Regions from separate parts of the Zea mays genome. Here region 1 is linked to region 2. The links are chromatin contacts, called in public Hi-C maps. All regions are on one chromosome and are shown on one strand. Each heading gives the region's core, a stretch centred on a gene start, on an enhancer-like site or on the middle of the called end of the contact. The rest is flanking DNA. Distances are from core to core; before and after follow the strand shown. Region 1 holds the start of LOC100383342 (D-alanine--D-alanine ligase family). Region 2 holds the start of LOC103647950 (WEB family protein At3g02930, chloroplastic).

Region 1 (3,620 bases), core at 404-2,903, 330 kb after region 2:
TTGGCCTTCTCCAAAATGTGGTGATCAGCCCCGCCCGCAAGCCTTGGGCTTGAACGTGTGGGCTGCGACACCACCTCCTTGATCCCCGCAGCGGCCACCAGCATATCTGATGAGAGGGCGCCAAGTCCAGGCTGCTGCAGCCCCCTCCTGGAGCAAGGCGGCGCAGAGACAGCCCCACGGCGCGCATAAACCGCAAGGCATTCCCGCGGCCGACCAGGATGCGATTCCTGCACCAGATCAGCAGCCACCATTGTGGCCTCAGTATCAGCCATCAACATGGCCTCAGAAGGAGATCCACCACCGCACACACCATCATCAGATACCCCTCCAACCACAGAAAACGCAGCAGGCAATTTGTCCACCAACACACCATCTAGTGAGCCACCATTCACAACCTTCATGGGACAATCAGTAGGAGATTCAGCCACCATGTCAATAGAAATGCCATCAGCTGCTCCTTCCAAGTATTCGCCATCTTCCTCCGCGAGAACTTTGTCAACACAAAAGTCAAGCGACATATCCACGACTATATCCATAATTTCATTTGCCATTTTCCTGATCTTTTCCTCCGTATCTACTCCATGCTCAAGTGCCAAAACAGGGGCTGCAGAGGTGCCACCAGGGGCAGCCCCACCCATTCCCATAGAAGTGTCACTTCCATTTTGGCAGCGAGAGAGGTCCTTCTTAGAGCGCTTCCCCTCTCTGTCCAAGCTACTGCTATCATTGGGATCATCTTCATCCATGTTCTCATTGTCGCCATCATTTCCATCCCCAAAATTCTGGTTTACTTCATCACCGTTTTCATCAAAACCCACTGATTCGACCTCGAATCTTAATTCAAAGTAGTGGTCGCCGATAACAGCATCCAACTTTGTCGGCAACAACTTGGGATCCAACACAGCAACCAACACCCGGCCAAAATTGTTCTTGCGAGTAGTTTCCATATCAACCGTTTGTGTAGACCCAAGCATAGACCTAATGGCCCAGAGATTCAAAAATTCTCTCAATTTCTTCCTGATTCCGGTGACCCGAATCCAAACCTTAGGTAACAGAAAACCTTCCTCCTCCTCATGCCATTCCTGAAATTGCATCCTTGTCCCCATGGGCACATTTTTATCCCGGACATCCGCACCCCCAAAGGCAATGACCCTCTGTAGCTCATTCTTAGATGGAAACGTGACAATGAAAGAGTTCTGCTCATGAACAACAGGTTCCCAATTCCACTTACTTGAAACAACACGTTGCAATTGCGCCACCAACTGATCACCCGAAAGAGTACTACCAACAACCGTAACAAGGGCTGTTTTGGAATCCTTTTTCCTGAGAGTGGCGGATGAGGTATATGATAGAAACCCAAGCCAGACATCTATTGTTAGCTTTTAACACTCATCTTTGAATTTGTTATGCTAAAGTTTAGTTAAAAGTATAGTGACAAACTTTAGCATGCACCATAGATGTAAAGTTCAAGCAATAAACATAGGGGGCATCGTAATCATAATAAGCCGACGTACTACAGGCAATTGCCGCCCCGGAACTAAAATATGAGACGGCCGTCCAAATTATTATTATTAACAACAATATGAGACTGGACGGGATGACACAAATAACGTTGATCATGAAATGCCTCTTTGGCATTGCACCATCGCCAGCCAGGGGAAGACGACGAGCCGGCGCCGGCCGCTTCCTCCGCTACAAAAAGGGATATGGGCCTGGGCGTTGCCACGCCTTCCGCACTTCACATCGCTCTCCCGCTTTCCCACTCCCGCGTCGGCTCCCAGCACCAGCTACTCCTCCACGGTGCACGGCCGCATCAGCACGATCGCTGCCTAGCCTGCCTGCCTGCCCTGCTCCCCCACCATGCTGCTCTCGCGTCCCCAAACCCTGCCCCTGCCCCGGGCCCGGCTCTCTTCCCCGACCCTTCGCCACCTCCGCGCCCTCGCCGCGCCGCTCCGCGCGCTCGTCTCGTCCCCGCCACTAGGGTTCACGTCCGCGGCGCGAGGCCCCGCTCCGCTCCGCGCGGCGGTGTCCGAGTCCGATCGCGAGCAGCGGGAGGCTGGGGTGGAGGCGGGGGAGCAGGGGAGGCCGCTCCGCGTCGGCCTCGTCTGCGGCGGGCCCTCCGGCGAGAGGGGCGTCTCCCTCAACTCCGCGCGCTCGGTGCTGGATCACATCCAGGTATGCGGTCCGCACTCACGCGTCTGTTTCGCCTCGCTTGTTGAGTTCAAATACTGATACCGTTGCCGTTCGTGGCGCGGAGACGCGCGGGTTTGAGAAGACATAGCGACGCGTTACTGGGAGTTGGATTCGAGCTGCTGCCGCTTTGACTTTTGAGCTACACTTTCTGTGAGACTAGTGCCGTTGCTTATTGCTTTGATGATTCGGGTCAGCGCCGCCCGCCCAGGGGCCAAGGGGTCACTGACTACTGCGATGACCAGACCACTCTTTTTTTAACAGAGTAGAACCCCATTTCTATTAAGAATAATTAGATCTATACCATTAAAATATTACAATTTTAGATATATAACATTGGCTTCACATATCATTCACTCATGTGGATCCCACATATAAATGAGATATCAATGATATATATCAAAAGTTGTAATACATATCCAAATTTCCCGTTCTATTAATTTGCATAACAGAAATGCATACATTTGAGTTTTAGAGAGAGCTACAGAGCTCACTCATCATTTCTGCTAGGAACTAGTAGTGCTTCGAACTTGATGCCGACTGTACTGTGTAGTGTGCACCGAAACCATTCGCGCCTGTGTGCTGCCTCGTCACTCGCGTTCGTATTCCCTTTCATGGTCCAATGCAGGGAGAGGATTTGGTCGTCTGCTGCTACTACATTGACTGTGCTATGAAGGCCTTCGCGATATCTCCTGCGCAGGTGACGTCACGTGCTCGGATTCTCTTGGCTGTTAATAATAATAATAATAATAATAATGCTATAACCAGAATATACTCTGGTGAGTGGTGGTTGTGCTGTCTGTGTCATTTTTTAATTGAGTTGGTCACACACTATTTTTTTATAGCAACTCTCCCTAGTTGCTTGTCTGTTAGTGTTATTTATAGAGACCCCCTGATCGAGGAACCAAGCTCTGCTCAGCTTAGCAACAGAATTTTCTCAATTTTTGTTAGTTTTAGAAAACCCTGTGGTCAGCTCAAACTTTTTCTTTTGCGATTCCAAGGTGCTCAGCTTATATGGATTTCTGCACCTTCACTGGGGATAGTTACATTTATTCGAGCAACTTCAATATACTGTAATAAGATAAAGGTTCCCTTGGTTGAATTTGGTTAACAATTGCATGTTCTGTTTTGCTGAAGCTAGTACCTAAATGACAAAGCCTTTTATCTTTTATAAAGTTGTTTGAGACATGTACTTCGGTTGCTAGTTGCTATTTTACAAACTCGTATTCAGTCAGAGTAATATAACTGTTCCACATGTTTTGCCCCACAGCTATATTCCAACACACCTTCGGATTTTGACTTCAAACTTGAAAGGTAAACCTGTTGATAGACAATTCTTGTTTCTTGCTAATATTATCATTCCAATTTATTTTCTTTTTCATTTTTAAGCTTCACTTCTGCAGTTTAGCCCAAGAATTTGATTCCCTATCTGA
Region 2 (3,453 bases), core at 504-3,003:
GGCGCTTCCCCGCGCGCGCTCCCCTCGGCGCCAGCGCCAGCGCCTGGTGGTGGTTCTGGCGCACGGGGTGGAAGGAGGCGGCGTGCGGTGGCACCGGCACCGGCACCGGGGGGAGGTCGTTGTGGTGGGAGGAGGCGGAGGAGGAGTCTGGTGATATGATGGTGGTGGTGGTGGCGGCGACGGAGGAGGAGGAGGAGGAGGAGGAGGAGAAGTGGAGCGCCCGGGCGATGGCCGCGTCTGCGATGGAGGTCGCCAGCAGAGGCGCTAGGCAGGAGATGGCGTCCATGTTGTTGTTAGTGTTTCGATCTTGTGGTTGGTTGGATGGACCTTGGTTGTTAGGCTGAGAGGTGGGAGTTGATATAGGAGCGTGGCTACTGGCTAGCTAGCTAGAGGTACGTGGAAGGGAAACCGCGTTGGGGAGACTATAGTGGAGCTGGGGCTGGAGCTGGAGCCTCGGGTCAACGACTGCATGCATGCTCGGCGCGTCTTTTCTGCAGCAAGACAAAGGCATGCGGTGAGGTTGACTGCCAGAGCCAACTACTGTGGTAACGACCCGACCCGACCGTACGTCTCTGGGCAACGTAGGTGCAGCGAGACGACAGGCAGCAGGCATCACAACACCAGTTCACTTCACTTCAACGCCGGCCGGGAAGAGGTGAGCTGGGCGGGGGTTTTACCGGTGTCGCCGACGACGCTAGATATAACAATTAATAAACACAAGTCATATTCGCTGCCCTGACCTGGTCCTGCTCGTGCTCCTGCTGCCCCTGGAGCACAAGTCCACCAAACCTGCTGCGAGGAGCACATGCATGACGAGTTGACGACGGATCGCTGTGCACGAGGACAGACACAGACGACAAGTGAACAGCTTTGGCGCGTTGAAAAACAGAGGAACCCACCCACCGTACCAGGCAATTCAGCAGCAGCCAAACCACTAATAAAATGCCTTGCGCGGAACATCCCTATCCTATCCTATCCTCCTGCATAGTACTAGCAGGTCAATGCCTTGCGCTGGCGGCTGGGCCCATCTCCTCCTCCCTGCAGTCAGAAGCCAGGGCTAGCTAGTAGTAGACGGCTTTTGAATTTCAGATTCCAGCTCGATGTGTGTGCCCAGCTGCCATACTCTCATGCCCTCATGCATTATTATAGTATTAATTACTATTGCCATACTCCTTACTATACTAATAGTAATATATCAGTACGCCCGGCCGCAGCATGGATCGGAGGACGGCAAGCTTGGCAAACAGTCAGCATTATCATGTCATGGCTTTTGACTTTCTGTGTTCTGGCGGACCTGCCTGCCTGTCCGTTTCCCGGTGGTCAGGTCAGATCAGATCAGACCATTGTTTTTTAACAGCCAGAACCAGACAGAACTGCTTTCATGCATGCCCGGCTCCCCATCAGCTTGGCCAAATGCATGTCAGCGCGCGAGTTCAATTTCTACTCAATCCCACATTCCCACCCTTCTACCTTCGCCGGTTGCAACTCTTTATTTACATGGCAAAAAAGAAAGAAGAAACCTTCCTCCTTCCTATTCAGTCAGTGGTCCCATCATGCATTTGTGCAACCCATCCAGTTCTGGCGTTGAGATTCCGACTCAGAAAAACTATGAGGCCCAAAAAAAAACAAATTAAATGACGACGGCGGCCCATTCAAATTTAAACGGGCCGGCCCATTCCAGAATACGAAGCCCACCTGAACCCCGCTCCCCACGGGCCCACCAACCCCGCTTTCGCCGCTCCCATTTCAAAATGGACCGCTCCGCTTCCTTTCCTTTCTTACCAAAGCAAACCAGCAGAGCCAGCAGAGGGCCAGGGCAGCTAGTAGCTGTTAATCGCAATTAGTGCGCGCTAATCAAATGCTCATCTGTCCTCCCGACCGTTGCTACCCCATATCCCCCCCACACCGCCGGCTCCACTCCACTCCGATCGACTCGCCTGAGATTCTCGCAGGTTTGCGCTCCACCCTTCCTCCTCCTCTTCCACTCGATCCGGCAATCCAGTTATCTCCGGGGTTTAGTTTCGGTACGAGTTGCTGCGGAGAGGTTTCGGATTCCGCGTCAGGTTTCGGGCGATCGACGCGCTGCGGCGTGCAGGACCGGAAGGGCGTCCGTGGGTCGGCGGCGCCTCCGGGGTCGACAGGGAGAGTGCGGATTTCCGTTGGTTATTGATTCAGGGTCTTGGGTTTCGGGCCGATTCGGTGCCCCTGGGATCGAGGATTGGAGTGCTGTTGCCTTTTTCGGGTGCTCTGGTGGCCTTGCGTGTAGCCTGTTCGACTGATTTTTAGGTTGGGAGTTCAGTTCCTTGCCACCAAGGACACAAGCTGTTAATATTTTTGTTTACTTCCGTGATAGATTCGTGAACAAAGGATCTGCTATTCAGCTAAATGCAAATTACTACCTAATGTGTCTCATGCTTCATTCTGCTGACTCCTGACTGGCTTCAATATGCAACCCATGCAGGGACTAGTTTGTGGCGGAATCTCAAACCCAGGAACCTGTGAATCCTCGACACTTGTGAAACATGAGAAGGTTCTTTTTCTTCGGGTCCCCTGCTGCAAACGCTGGTGAGGGAGCCGGGCAACCGGTCAATGATAGCAGGACTGGACATAGAAAGACAGATGAGGGAAAGGACATCTCCACCGCGAGATTGTCGAGATCCAGAAGCCGTCGTCAGAAGCGGAATAAGGAGGAACCGGCTAACCCCAAACAACTCAGGAGGTCCATGTCCTTCTCATCCCCGGCCAGAAGCAGCTGTGTGGAGGAACGATGCTTTAGCTTCTCGGGTGATGTTCCGTGCTCTTTGTACGATGAATCTGATGCACCCCACCATGCCAAAGATGTCGCGTAAGTGGTCATATTACCTGATAAATTACTGTCCACACTACTTATGATACAAGTTGTTTACCATTGACTGAAATGATAGTATTGGCTATTGGCCAACGTGTTACCTGTTTGCCATTTGGTTCATGTTACTAGAATCTAGAAACGCGTCTACAAATAAGATATAAAATAGCAAATACACCGTGATATGGTATGTGAAACCAATGTCTATAGAAAATAGATGTTTTATGTTTTTTCGTTAGATAGATGACACCATGATGCAATGGAGATGATACAAGTAGTTCAGTTTAGATCCACCCTTGTTTAGTTCCTCTTTACCACTATTGTTTCCGTGGCCACTCTTTTTTTAGGGGTTTTAAGGCTTTATGGGTTTGTTTGGTTTAGCTTTTTTTCTGAGTAGCTTTTCTGAGAATCTGCCTGTGCCGTGGGGAGAATCTGGTTGTGGAGAGAATCTAAATATCGTGAGATTACGTGCAGAAGAAGATAAAAAGAATTCATAGGGTTTATGACGTAGAAAGTGACGTCGCAACGACTCGGACGATTCTGTGTTCACATTAATTTTGGACGGTTTTGACTAAAGTGATTCTCAAAGAAGTGGATTGAAAAGCTAG

The links. A called contact is a pair of places that touch in the nucleus more often than the background predicts.
Region 1: a contact with region 2 is called in a Hi-C map of leaf, with 4 times the contacts expected there. The contact joins the promoter of LOC100383342 here to the promoter of LOC103647950 in region 2. A contact is called at or near these places in 2 of 25 Hi-C or Micro-C datasets (ear and leaf).

The regions. Positions count from the first base shown.
Region 1 is chr2:224,782,561-224,786,180 of Zm-B73-REFERENCE-NAM-5.0, forward strand. It overlaps LOC100383342 (D-alanine--D-alanine ligase family), which reads left to right and starts at 1,654. Exons shown (of 24, transcript XM_008672460.3): 1 at 1,654-2,172; 2 at 2,816-2,887; 3 at 3,458-3,501; 4 at 3,591-3,620. The coding sequence starts at 1,858.
Region 2 is chr2:224,456,344-224,459,796 of Zm-B73-REFERENCE-NAM-5.0, forward strand. It overlaps LOC103647950 (WEB family protein At3g02930, chloroplastic), which reads left to right and starts at 1,754. Exons shown (of 8, transcript XR_004856495.1): 1 at 1,754-1,952; 2 at 2,462-2,845. It also overlaps the pseudogene LOC100283271.